Linked DNA regions of Rattus norvegicus: region 1 is linked to region 2. Evidence: chromatin contacts called from public Hi-C data. All regions are on one chromosome and are shown on one strand. Each heading gives the region's core, a stretch centred on a gene start, on an enhancer-like site or on the middle of the called end of the contact. The rest is flanking DNA. Distances are from core to core; before and after follow the strand shown.

Region 1 (6,238 bases), core at 1,546-4,045, 310 kb before region 2:
TACATGCCAGTTCTCCAGGGGCTGCGGCGAGCTTGCAGCGCCAAGCACAGCGCCCTGAGTAGGAGGGGGCGCTCCGAGCCGGCCTAGCCCAGCTGCTCAGACTCCACTAGACCGGGGCGGGAGGGTACGCGCCTGGGAGCCGATGTATGGTGCCCACAGGGCCTTCCAGCTACTGCGGACCAGCTCAGTTGCGGGTATTTTGCTCAGTTGCCCCCATTTGTGCCCGCCACCTTCTTTCCTGACTTCCTTCTCGGAATAGGTTCCCGCCGCCGCCGTAGTGCCAGGGCCAACCCACCTTCTGGCGGGCGCTCATAGGGTGAGTCAGAGGTCTAGCTTGGCCTCGCCCTTAGCCACCCAGGCTAGGTCTCCCGGTACCAATTAGTTTTTGGACTGAAAACATGACCGGAGATTGATCACCTTTTCGGGGAGCCGGATAATATCTAGTCCGGGCGGGTCCCACCCCCGGCCCAAGGCTGCCCGCGGGGCTCTTAGTGGGTGATGAGCTTCTTCGCACCCCGCGCTTTTGAGCTTCTCTGGAAGTGACGCAGTAAGACCAGGGATTGGAATGGGAGGGGGCTCTGCAGAGAGCGCGGAAGGCAGGTGGCAGAGCAGGAGTGGGTTCGAGCGGGTGTCGTACACACATGCTCCACGCAGCGCTTAGGGACAGATGTGCGAACATCTGGGATAGGAGATGGTCCCCAAGTCTTTACAATCCCAACCGCTTCGCACATCACCGGAACCTGAAGTTGTGTGTGTGTGTGTGTGTGTGTGTGTGTGTGTGTGTGTGTGTGTGTGTTGTGTACCAGTGCACGCGCACTCGCACACCCGGGCCTACCGGAGTCCGTTCTTGAATACAAAATATACTGTAGGCATTCTCAAGGAGCGCGCGTGCGCGCGCACACACACATACATATACACATATACAACAAACCACACACATACATAATTTACGCAGCATTCAGGTCCGTGGGAGGTAATTTAATTTCTATTCAAGCTGGGAATTCAGAATAAAGGCAAGATGGAATGCTAGGCCCAGAAATTTTCCCCAGGAAGGACCTGCACCCAACCCTTCCTTGGTTCATGCTTTGCAGTTGCCAGTAGGACCAGTTACCGCAGAGAGGGAGCTGCAAAGGCTTGTTGGATTTGGGTCTCAACAGCATTGCCCACTCTGCCAAATCCCCAAAGATGGCAAAAAATAAAACCCATATATGTCCCACGTAAAATGGGTGTAGGTGTGTGTTGGGGAAGGAACAAGAAGCTTGGTAGCCGCTAAGCTTTCTCCTCAGGACCCGCTAAGCACGGTGCGGAGCGCCAGGGTGGCTGTGAGGAAGGAGACCCACCACCGCGGCTGGCTGTCTCCGCCAAGTGCCTCGAGGTAATAGAGTTTTTGTCTCTATCTTTCCTCCCTCCTTCTCTTATCCCCCATTTCCTTGGTAGATGGTTTCCCATCCCAGTCACCTGTAGGAGCAAACGCTAAGAGTTTTTTCAGGTTCCAGACACTGTCTTAGAGCGGAGGGAAACACCCCCAGAAGCAGTTCCAGAGTGGAAGAACCGCATTCCCAGAGACCTGTTTTCAGAGAAGTATCCCCTGTCGCACTCCACAAGAGCTGGCCCTGGCCTCTCCTAGGCCCTGCTGTGCTTATCTCTGCAGCCTGTGTCCACACACCCTTTTTGGCAGTGTTTGAGAACAAATTCCACTCAAAACTTTCTAACCACTTCACATGAGGAGACTGTCGAGGGTCATGCAGTTTGTTTTATCTTTTAAGAAAAAAAATTTAAAGAACATGATTTGCTTTCCCAGAAAACACACAGATTCACGAGAGAGCGGGGACTATCAACTGCCCACGGGAAAGCTTCCATTTCAGCCACAAGCTGGCTCGCTCCACTAGCTTCAACCCTACAGTTCTGAGATGTATCCTCCCATTCTGCAAAGAATCCACACATCTGAAAAGCAAAGCTAGACTCTAGCTTTTTTTCCCAAGCCCTTCAGCTAACATTGCTCAATGTAGCTAAGCAGAGGGAATGTAAGTGATTTATATTTCACTGGCTAGGTTGAGGAAACTCAAGGGAGATGTGTTCTGCTTCAAGACAGGGAGGAAAAAAAATCCCCAAAACTGTAATGCAAAGGCTTTGTAGTATTTTTAAACCTTTGATTCAGTCCATATGTGACATCTGAACACCGCCAAATTCTGTTACAAAACACACACACACACACACACACACACACACACACACACACACACACACACTCCCTTAGCAAGAGAGAAAAGTTGGGTTTAGCAGCCCTGGTGGTATAAAGAAGGCCACGGAGATCTCCCTTTAAATTATTGAGTATTGAGGGAGCCTCCTCCTGAGCGGTTCTGAGTGGCTTCTCCGCATTAGCAGTCGCCCTTAAAGGGGGAACCATGTAAAAATGAATAGAAAAACTTTGAAGGGCTTACCTTGCTGGCTTCTCACTTTGTGTCCCGAAAAGTACAGAGCTAAGAAAATCCAGGTGAGAGGAAACATATCCATTTTTGACAGAGAGGCTCTCTCCAGGGCTAGGTTGGTGGGATCTCGTATAATTATGTCTTTGTGTTTTTCCTCTCTAATTTTCTTCCTTGTGGTGTCTTCTGCAAAGGTCTCTAATGATCAGCGTTTTCCTCCTGCGTCCTGGAGGTCCGTCTGCCTTCACCTTTATTCTTGCTGGAATATCTCCACCTCACTAAGAGATAGCCCCTGAAATCAGCAAAGAGGGAGCAAGCTGGGGAAGCGGAGACCAGTTTCCTCTTCAAACCCAAACGCGTGTATGGTCTCTTCAGTTCCTCAAAGTGTCATTTCCTTTATCCTACAACATCACGAGGGTTTCCCGAAAGCTAAGCGCAAAATAATAGTAATAATAATAATAACCAAAGCCAAGAATTGCCCTGGGCATCACACGGCCCCTAAGCAGCTGTGTGATCTCAGAAGCGCAAACTGACACAGGTCTGCCGGCACCCAGGACACACGCGGGCAGAGGTACCGACCGCTGGACAGGCGGAGTGGTAGGCAGTCAGGCGCCCGGCTCTTAGTCTTCTCCGGGTTCCCCTAAGCGGGAGCCTTCCCCAGCGGCTACACCCGCTTGGCCAGTCTCTGGAGGGGAGAGCGAGGCAGGAAGCTGCTGTGGCCGGTGCTGCTGGTGCTGCTGCGGGTGCGGCGGCGGCGGCGGCGGCTGAGATCGCCCGCGAGTGTGCGAGCGGCTCTCCGAGTTCGCTGGCGCCCGCCCTCACCTCCACCTCGCCCAGCGCCGGGCCGAGTGTCTGTGCTTCTGAGGATGTGCCGGGGGCGGGCTGCGGGCTGGTGCCTCGCTCGCCTCCTCTGTCTCCCCTCCGGCTCCCCCCTCGCCTTTTCAGGCCGAGCAGCATGTGGATGTCAGAGCCGCGGCAGAGCGATCCGATTACGCGCCCGCTCAGGGCCCGCCCCTTCTGTGTTCCTGATTAAAGAGGCAGCCGCGGAGACGCGCGGCGCAGAGCCGAAGACCGCGGCACCCAGCTCGGGCGGGGCGGCGGTGGCTCTCAACCCTGCGACCGCGCGATCAAAGTTAAGGTGCCACACCACCCTGCCGCCCCTATCCCAGTCCGCACCTCCCTCCTGCCCCGCGCAGCTCCATGCCGGGCTGCGGGTGTGTCTGTCACACCCGGAGCAAGGAGCGCCCTCCCTTCAGGGCGCGCTGCTCTTGCCGCAGGGAAACTCCGAGGAGCCCGGGAAATTCTTGTTCCCCACCAAATTCCGAGACTCGGAAGCCACACACTCAGAATCCAACACAATGCCACCTGCCATGGCGTTACGGGAGTTGGGTGGCGGACTGTGTTTGGCGTAGGGAGCCAGTCAAGGGCTCAGCCCTGTGTTCTCAGAGGCAGCAATGCGTGGCGGCGACACACACACAGGCAACCTTAGCTTTCCTTGAAGCAAACCTCTAGTGTTTCTTGGGTTTACTTCTCAGATCCTTTGTTGTGTCCGGAACAGGCTCCTCTGTGGTCTGGGTTAGGATTTACTTCAACCTGCGCCCTTAACTTATAACTATCTTTAAACGAGGAACGATTTTATTGAATAAAGAATTTCCCCAGGCAATTAAATTGTCCCCTGGCCACCCAATACACCTTCAAGCTTCCGCACATAGTACAGGTACAGGAAGGCCTCTTGGAATGCTACTGTAACTACTTCTGTTCATGTTTCCTCAAGGAAAGTGGTCACAATGTTGACAGAAAGAGAATAGCATTATGCTACCTATTTTTAAGTGGAGACATGAAAACTGTTTCAAGGTGCTGTAAGCTAACAGTCCCGGGAACACTTGTATCTTTGTTTCTGAGGGTGGTTGGATGATCCCCAGCTGTCATATTCACCAGGCACCGTTGCTTTACCATGATCAAGATTCAATACAACACGCCTGGCAAACTTTTCAATCCCTCTCCTAGCAGTCTGCAGATTAAGAAACAAGTTTGGGTGACAAAGGACATGCACATCTAACTATCCATTTTTTTTTCCCTTGGAGTGGACTTATGGGTTCTGGGTCGTTTCTTTTCTTATCTGGACTTGCCATTAGCTTTGTTTATCACAGTCAGTGTTTGGAAAAAAAATCTGTAACTCTCACTTAACTGTTATTTACATGGAGATAAACCCAAACAAAATTGAATCAGAAGTGATTTGCAACTAGTTAAATGAAGACATAGAGGGGTTTTACAGTGGAAGTCCAGAGGCTGGATGTCACGTGGTTAATCTTACTGCTTGGCTGAAAAGGTCAGGAGTCAGAGGCCCCCTGAGTTCTTCCAGAGGGCAACACACACACACACACACACACACGCGCGCGCACACACACACACCACCTCAAAAACTCTTAGGGGCTAGTTTTGATTTCCTTTATCCTTCCTTACCCTTCCCTGTTTTTTTGTTTTTTTTTTTTCTGTTCCTAGGCTTAAGAGAAAACCGCTATCACTAAAGCTCCAGTGTTACAATTGTCTTAACGTCCAATAGTAAAGAATGATCTCCCAGTCCCAAATATTTGATGAAGGAAGAGGGGAAGTCTGGATTTTGGGCCTTAAACTCAAATCCTGGTTTGTGTTGTTAAGAAAACACTAATCCAAGGACAAACAGCGCTATCTGCATTAGCAGGGCCTGCAAGGAAAGAGTTACTTAGTTTCACAACCCCACTGCTCTTCAGGCTACCAAACCGTTCCAATTTGGACTAGAGCTAGACACAGCAGCTTTCTGAGTACACTACAGACAGGGTTTAGGCGAGGACAGAGAGAAGACAGGAGAGAGTGAGAAGGAAACCCAAAGCCCATTGGGAAACCCTAAGGATGACAACCCGGAACTGCTGGGCCTGGGGCCTCAGACTTGAGGGTCCCCATCTGGCTACTTCCTGGGTTCTCCTTGCTTCTGGGAAAAGCCACAGTAAGATCCAGTGTTCTGTTCCTGGATTCTGCTTCCGGCATCATGAACTTCATTCTTTCAGAGGTGTTCTAAAGGGGGCGCCAACTTGCTTCTTGGGAGTCTCTGTCTCTGTCTTGCAGAACTTCACTGCAGTCAGCTGAAGGCTTCAGGTACTGCAGATGGCCTGAGGGAGGGAGAACCCCTGGGGACTCAAAACGGCCAGAGCTTTCCCAGTCCTCTAGGGGGCAGCACTCAATAAATAATGCCGATGCCACCAAAGGCTCTATATGTGCTGGGGAGCTCCTGCCATCTCAGAGGACTTCAGCAGACCAGGGGAAATTCAACAGCAGGCTAGAGCCCACCCTGAACAATATCTCACTGGCCTCCGGAGCGCTTAGAATTGCTTTCGCCTAGGACTTTCAAGGATTCTTCAGAACAGAACACAAAATCCTTTGTGGGGCACATGGAAAAAGGGTCTTCAGGGAACGTTTCCAACTGGGGCTGGCTCAGACCTGTCAATTGTTTGTAATCTGGAGGGGAATCCGAGGGGTCTGCTGCCATGCTTTTGGTTTTAAGAGCCAAAGCAGATGTAAGGTGGTTGAAGATCCAGGCTCCGCACTGCCACGTGTATCCACAACCCTGCCTCTTGCTTATGAAAAGACCAGGAAAATTTCTGTAACAATGGTTTTATGAATGGAAACACTGAACTGCCCCCAAACAGCTCACAGTGAATCTAGGATTCCTGAACTTACCTCTTGCTCAGCTGGGATGTCCACATCATCGTCCTCAATTATGAAATAATAATAATAATAATAATGATGATGATGATTATATCCTACAGTCCTTAGAT
Region 2 (7,161 bases), core at 2,517-5,016:
TATTTAAAAGGCACAGCGCGGGCTGGAGAGATGGCTCAGTGGTTAAGAGCACCGACTGCTCTTCCAGAGGTCCTGAGTTCAAATCCCAGCAACCACATGGTGGCTCACAACCATCTGTAATAGGATCTGATGTCCCCTTCTGGTGTGTCTGAAGACAGCTACAGTGTACTCATATACGAAATAAATAAATAAATCTTTAAAAAAAAATACAGACAACTGGGGCTGGAGAGATGGCTCAGTGGTTAAGAGCACCGACTGCTCTTCCAGAGGTCCTGAGTTCAATTCCCAGCAACCACATGGTGGCTCACAACCATCTGAAATGGGATCTGGTGCCCTCTTCTGGTGTGCCTGGAGACAGCAACAGTGTGCTCATATACATTAAATAAATAAATAAATCTTAAAAAAAAAAAAGGCACAGCGCATGTACCATCAAACAACAACAACAACAATAACAACCCTAAAGATGCTATTATGCTGTATAGAGAAAAGTAGATGCAAAGGAACCATAAATAAAAGTACTTGATAAGTATAACAAAAGCTGAAACTGGACATGGTGGCTCATTCCTGTAATTTTAGCATCCAGAAGCTATTTAATGAGTTCCAAGCCATCCAGAGCTGAGTAAAGAGACCCTGTTCAAAAGAAATGAGAAAAATTCTTCAGTGCTTTTGATATGTATAGACTATCTCGTTTTCTTCTACAAACGCATGATTGAACTTGAAATGACAAGAAATAGTAGCTTCCGGTTGTCACAAAGCTGGTGTGTGGCAGAGCTGGACAGAGACCTATGTGGATGGGTTGCCAAGTCCCTGGTCTTGCCCAGTGTTCTGCATGCCCTCCTAGGGTACCACAGAGCATGAGGCAAATGAGTATCTTTGCTGGCTGACTGTAGACAGGTTCTGTAGTATATTATAGTAAGAAGAAGTAAGGTTGGATTTCTACATCCTTTAACTAGGTGTCAATCTAGAATGGAAATAGACTGAAAAAAATCAAAATATAAGGTATTGGGCTATTGGGATCACTCAGTATGTCAAGGTACTTGGACAGAAAGCCTGAATTCCTGAGTTTGATAAATGAATCCCTTAGTGAAAGAGCTGACTTTTAAAAGCTGTTCTCTGATCTTCATCACATTGCTTTGTATGCTCACGAGTGTATACCCATGTGCGTGTACATGCCACACATACCACAGACCGCCCCCCTTCACACACACACACACACACACACACACACACACACACACACACAGAGAGAGAGAGAGAGAGAGAGAATACAACAAAGCTAAGAGAATATAGGGAAATAGTTTTGTGGCTTAGAGAAGAAAATATAGGGAAATATTTTTGTGACTTGGAGGTAAGAAAATATTTCTCAAGATGCTGAAACACAACCAGTGACCGTGTCTAGTAACTGGTATATGGGAAGCTTGACTGCTGCAGAACGAAGCATCTTGTACTTAGGTATGCACTGACATATTTGATGGTACTACAAACTGATGAGGAAAAAATCAACAGAATAAGACGTCTAAGAAAAGATGTACAAGATAAATAAATAATAAATACAACAGGGACTTCTAAGACTTATAACAAGCCAATAGGAATACATAAAACACACTGGTAATGGAAGAAATCCATATACAGGTACATGAAATACAGCTTGATATGTGATTAGAAAGATGAAAATTGGAAAGGTGAATGATACCAAGTATGGGTGAAGACCTTGAGCACTGAAAACGCTCATGTTAGAAATGTAATTTTGTATATAACTAGACAGCAAGAAAATAATAAAATAAAATAAAATAAATTTAAAAATTCATTTATTCTCTACTCTCTATGATTCCAAGGCAGAAAAATTTCCTCAGGTCCTTTACAAGGTATACAAAAGGATGTTTCTTTATGCCATTGTATGTTAAGGGAGTTTGGAAGCTAAATGGTTGCCCATCATTCGGGACTATAAAAATAAAATAGAGCAGATACACACATAAAGTAAAATTAAAGGAACAAATAAGATTGACATGGAATTATGTAGACTTGGAATTAAAGACAATGTTGAATCAAAGAAATGAGGAATGAAAACATTTAGATGATTCTAGTTTGGAATAGCATAATACTATTTTTTTAAAGCTAAATCTGTCTGTTTAAAGGTAGACAGTATGACTTGGTGAGAGCCAGCGTGGCTAGCATGTGCGAGGCCTTGGGTTTGTTCCTTGGCAGCATTTAACATTGCTAATAAATAACTTTCACTGTGGATATATCTAAACATCTTAAGTAAATGTGAAGCAAAAAAGAAATTAGGAACATGGATCAGGAGAGGCCATTAAATAGAAGATTTTCTGTAGACAATGACAGTAGAGCCATGAGTAAGAGCTGTTGTTCAGACTCAGTCAGAAGACATAGAAGCCAATTAGGTGACATATCACAATGGAAATGGGTGGCAGAGGATCCAGACACCCAGAGAGCATGGACACTATTCTTTTTACATGTTACATGCTATATGGGGAAGATAACGCATGCTAGTATTAAGAGAGATTTCTAAAGTTGCATTCTCCTAAAAGCAGAAAGGTGAACTTTTAAGCATGGCCGTTTAACCATTCATAAATTGGAGGCATTGGTGAGAGGGAGCCATTTTTCCTGAACCAATAAAGAAAAGTTAATGATAGCAACAGTAGGAGAAAGGTTTGGGGAGGGAAAGCAAGCCTGCCTGGAGCCATTCCCAAACATCACAAAGGCACTAATCCCCGTCTTCACCATTCAGTCCACAGTTCTCTGCGGGCCTGAAATGTTAAGAAGCAAGCTGTCTACAAGCCATGCTTCCCAATATCTGAGGGAGGCAAAGCTCTGCAATCTGAGAGAGAAGAATAAGACAGCTTCAAGGTGAGTGTGCAAGCAAACGAAAGAGAAAAGAAAGGAAAAGACAAGACAGCATGAAAGAGAAAGGGAGGGAGAAGACAGAGATCAAACAGTAAAACCTGACAAGGAGTGGAGGCTACACAGATGAGTAGATTGCAGAGCCTGGGAAGGTAAGAAATGGGGGTGTGATGAAACAGGAACAGTATAAACTATGATCGGCCTATAATCCAAACTCAACAGGGAAGGACTGGATAAAACCAGTTGTGTTGGGAGGGGTTAAATCTGAGAGTAAGCTCAGGCTTGAGAAAAAATGCAGGAGACAATAAAAGGAATTGTTAACGTATGTTTAGAGTGAACTGGAGGTATGATTCATACCCCCCTGGGGGCAGATATTACAGAATTAGCAGATGACAGGAGAGACAACAGTGGCCATTAGCATTCCAAACGCTCCTCTCTTTCCTATCAATGAGAATGATCTTCCTACTAAGCCACAAAACAACAGATTAGGAAGGAACCGAAGCCCCAGAGAGGAGATAAAACTACAAGGGATCATCTAGCTCCTTTATATGAGTCCATGTCCCTGGGCCTAAATGAATCTCAGCCCATCTCACTGAAGGATCTCTTCCTGGCTGCTGGGCTGCAATAAATTCACTCTGGGAGAGGTGAAAGGCGCAGAGGACCCAGACCAAAGTCACACTTTTAAAGGAGTGGGGTGGGGGAGAGAGGACCAGAGCCAAAGGCACTTTGAAAACAACAGGATTCCGCCTTATAGAAACTACAGAGAGATAAATAAGAATAGCAAAGTTGCTAAGGACAGAAAAGGACAAGGACCTACCAAACTCACTTATTTTCTTTCCTAAAGGACTGGCTAATGGGGCCAGGCTGTAAAGATCTTTATCTTTCTCAAGGTGGTTTGGTGAGTCAGTAGTTAAGCTCGAGCACCCAGACAAGTAGTTATTTAGATTCCTCTAAAGCCAGTGCTACCTAGGGCTTCCTTATCAATTTAGGGCTTTCTTATGCCTTAGGCAAATATTCAGCCCTGATTGTCCCCTCCCTCTTTCCAGCGGCTCCTGGAGAGGCCATGCTCTCCTTCCTGGTGACATTGGAGCCTTCAGAAAGATCACAAACTACCATGGACTTTTTCAGGAAACTCCTACGTATGCTTTGATTTTCTCAGCTGAAGACTTTCTTGTAACCTTTAGAAGCTTTTGCTTCACACACTTCTATTTCCCACTGTTTAATGAGAAGACTATGTCTCTTCTCTATCCTAGTCTGTAGAGTAATAATCTTCTGACTTCCCTCACTTATGCAAAATCACACACCTCCATCAGCACACACCCAGCCCTGGCAACCCTTCCTCTCCTGAACTCTTTCCCCTGTCTCCTCCACCTTTCTTTAATGTCTCTTCCTTCTTTCTTTCCTTTTCTCCCTTATGCTCCTTCTTAGAAAAGTCTTGTGCACCCATGTATGTATGTGTTCACATGTGGGAGATTATAGAAACACACATGGCATAACAGGTATGTGGAGGTCAGAGGACAAGCTTGGGTATCATCCTTCTTCACTGAGGCAGTCTGACTTGTTAATGTAACGCATGGCAGGCTAGCTGGCTCCCAAACTCCTGATAAGTTTCCTGCTTCTGAGTCCTATCTCCATGTAGGTTAGTGGTTCTCAAGCTCTGGGTCACTACTCCTCTGGGGGTCACATATCAGCCATCCAGTATGCCAAATATTTGCATTACAATTCACAACAGTAGCAAGATTTCAGGAATGATGTAGCAATGGGATAATTGTGTGGTTGGGGGCGTTAACACAAGACAAGGAACTGTATTAAAGGGACTCAGTGTTAGGAAGGCTGAGAACCACTGTGATAGATATGTGCTGGGATTGTGCATGTGTTTTTGTGTCTGACTTTTACAGGAATTCTGGGGATCTGAATTCAGGGTGTCAAGCTGGCACGGCAAGTACTTTACCCACTGAGAGATCCTTCTGCCCCCCTTCCCCCATCCCCAACTCACATTTCAAGACATGGTTTTGCTATGTAGGCCAGGAAATCCTCCTGCCTTTCCTACTTCAGAGTTGGATACAGGAATGTGTTACCATGTTTGGTCATCTCTTTGTTTCTTAGTGCTTATGAGCCAGGCTATAATTTATCTTCTAAATAAATCCCACTCAAGAAGTTTTTATGCAGTCTATTCTGTGCCCTACACCCTATCCAAAGTGTGTAAGACACACTCCTGTCCTCAAGTACATCAGCGTCACCATCAAACATGAGCACATGCATCTGAGAACCCTTGGGAACTGCTTGTACACCATGATTAAGTACTAAAACATGCCCCTCCCTCCTCCTCACTTCCAGTACCTTGTGTTTCGTGGGTACTCAATACTTTTCTTTGTTTTATTAATGAAAGAGTGAATAAACATATGTTGGTTCAAATTCAAAATTCTAGAAGTCTGGAAAAGAAAGGACCACAGTGTCCCACTGATGGAAAGCAGCCATATAATTATTACTCTGAGAAGAAACATAATATTTATAGTTTGAGTCTGGGGAAGAGAAACTACCTCCTCAAATTGCTTGTTTACTCTTAGTGGAAGGACGGATGTTCTTTTGTGTATACCCAGCAGAGCTTCTCAATGAGGGACTTAAGTCAACTTTAAACTAATCTCATAAATGTTTTCCTATGATTGTCCTATCATCAAATGTATAAAATGCAAATATTTATAAGTCTGAAATTCTATTTATTGTCATTATCATCATCATCATCATTATCATTATTAGTTAAGCTACCTTTAAATATAGCCAAGGCACAATATACAAAGCTTGGTAAAGGAATCTTTATAAGAGGACAGAAGGGAAGTGACTCTTGGGCACTGGGCAAGAATAGATAGCCAGGGCTTGCCTAGAACCCCCACTGGTCATCACATGCTAATCTGAATTTCTGGTGACTTAGAAAGAAAGAGAGACATGCCCACTCATCAAACTCTCGGGTGGCTTTGAATCACACACGCTCTTCCTGACACTGTTACAGAGTAGTTGTCTCACTGTTGAAGCAGCACTTTCCATGGCTCATTCCAAAATTCCTAAGTTTTGACCTACGATTACTTGCCAGTGAAGTGTAGGACAAGCTCCATTTAGCAACTACCCATTGCCCAGTGATGCTATTTTTTGGGTGAGAAATCTCTGTAGTCCCTGGAATGTACCTCTTTGGAGACATCATTTCCTCTCGTAGCACCATAAGGCAGCTTGAAAGAGAAAGAACCTTCATGAAGAAGTAAATTCTAAAAGGACTAACCACTTAGCTCCCCAGAAGCCCAGCTTCCTGGCCTGTTCAAGAAGAACTCTATTTTCCCTTTATAGCCTTGTTGAGATAACATTGAAAGTAAATGAGATGGTGTTTATTATAGAGTTTAGCATCCTCTAAAGTTCTTTATGCATGTAAGATGCTATTTTGGTACTTTTGGTTATGTGTTTTGTTTCTGAAATACTAGCATGCTATGAGAAGCTACCAATTGGGAGTGAAAAGAACATCAAGCTATAAGTCAGTCATTTGATTTTAATGCCAGCTTGTTTGATGATAGGTAAATACATCTCTCCAGGCAGGCACTAGTCTTATCCACACAACACAAATTTCCATCATAGCATTTAACAAGTCTGACATCGTTTTTAGCTCCCTTCTTTGGCAAAAAGGGTTCCTGATCTGCATCAGGTAGCAACCTTGTGCTCTTGACTTACAAAGATAGGCCATTTCTTTGAGAAAGTTATCAGATACCCAGAACATCCCATAATGTGTTCTTTCTGTTAGTGGATTAGAGACCCAATCTCCATACACCAAGTTCAACTTAGGGGCCATGGATGCCAAATAGATAGAATATGACAGTGTCCCATGAGATCTTATTCCACAAGACTGCTCATGGATTATAAGAGCAGAAAGGTGGGCAGCGTGCCCAGTGTAGGACGAGGATCGGGGGTATCTTCAAGGAAGGCTTTCTGGGTAAACTATAATAAACCTTGCATTTGTCCAGGGATACATTTGTATTTTTCTCTTTGCATTTCTTCCTCTGATGCTTTATGTTCTCTCCCTGATAGTCAATTTGTAGAACACGTCACGGCCAAGTGGTAGCCCAGGCTGGACAAAATAAGGAATCAAGGACATCTGTAGGTAAATCCCCAAAGAACATTAATCCAGCCAAATCACATTAGATTTTTTTTTTAAAGTAGGAAAGCAGAGTTTATTGTGATGTTTGCCTCAGTGTGTTTTAGGAGACTTTGGAAAATAGAAAGATGAAAACTGATTTCTTCCTTTGTGTTTTATAACCAGTGCTG

The links. Hi-C and Micro-C count contacts between places; a contact is called where the count stands out from the background.
Region 1: a Hi-C map of the A7r5 cell line shows a contact between it and region 2, with 4 times the contacts expected there. The contact joins the promoter of Nrp2 here to the enhancer-like site in region 2. A contact is called at or near these places in 5 of 12 Hi-C or Micro-C datasets (the A7r5 cell line, the Rat2 cell line, kidney and 2 more).

Annotation. Positions count from the first base shown.
Region 1 is chr9:71,613,811-71,620,048 of GRCr8, reverse strand. Nrp2 (neuropilin 2) reads right to left here and starts at 2,795. Exons shown (of 17, transcript NM_030869.4): 1 at 2,442-2,795. The coding sequence starts at 2,514.
Region 2 is chr9:71,300,641-71,307,801 of GRCr8, reverse strand. The region is part of intron 18 of Pard3b (par-3 family cell polarity regulator beta); the gene reads right to left. LOC134480583 (a long non-coding RNA gene) reads left to right here. Exons shown (of 4, transcript XR_010055006.1): 1 at 1-2,865. Among named protein-coding and RNA genes, the nearest start is that of Nrp2, 310 kb to the left of the region's middle. Within about 2 kb of position 3,766, at least 3 of the 93 cell types and tissues checked have an H3K27ac peak or open chromatin away from gene starts, as enhancers often do. A contact at or near this core is called in the A7r5 cell line, where this site is marked.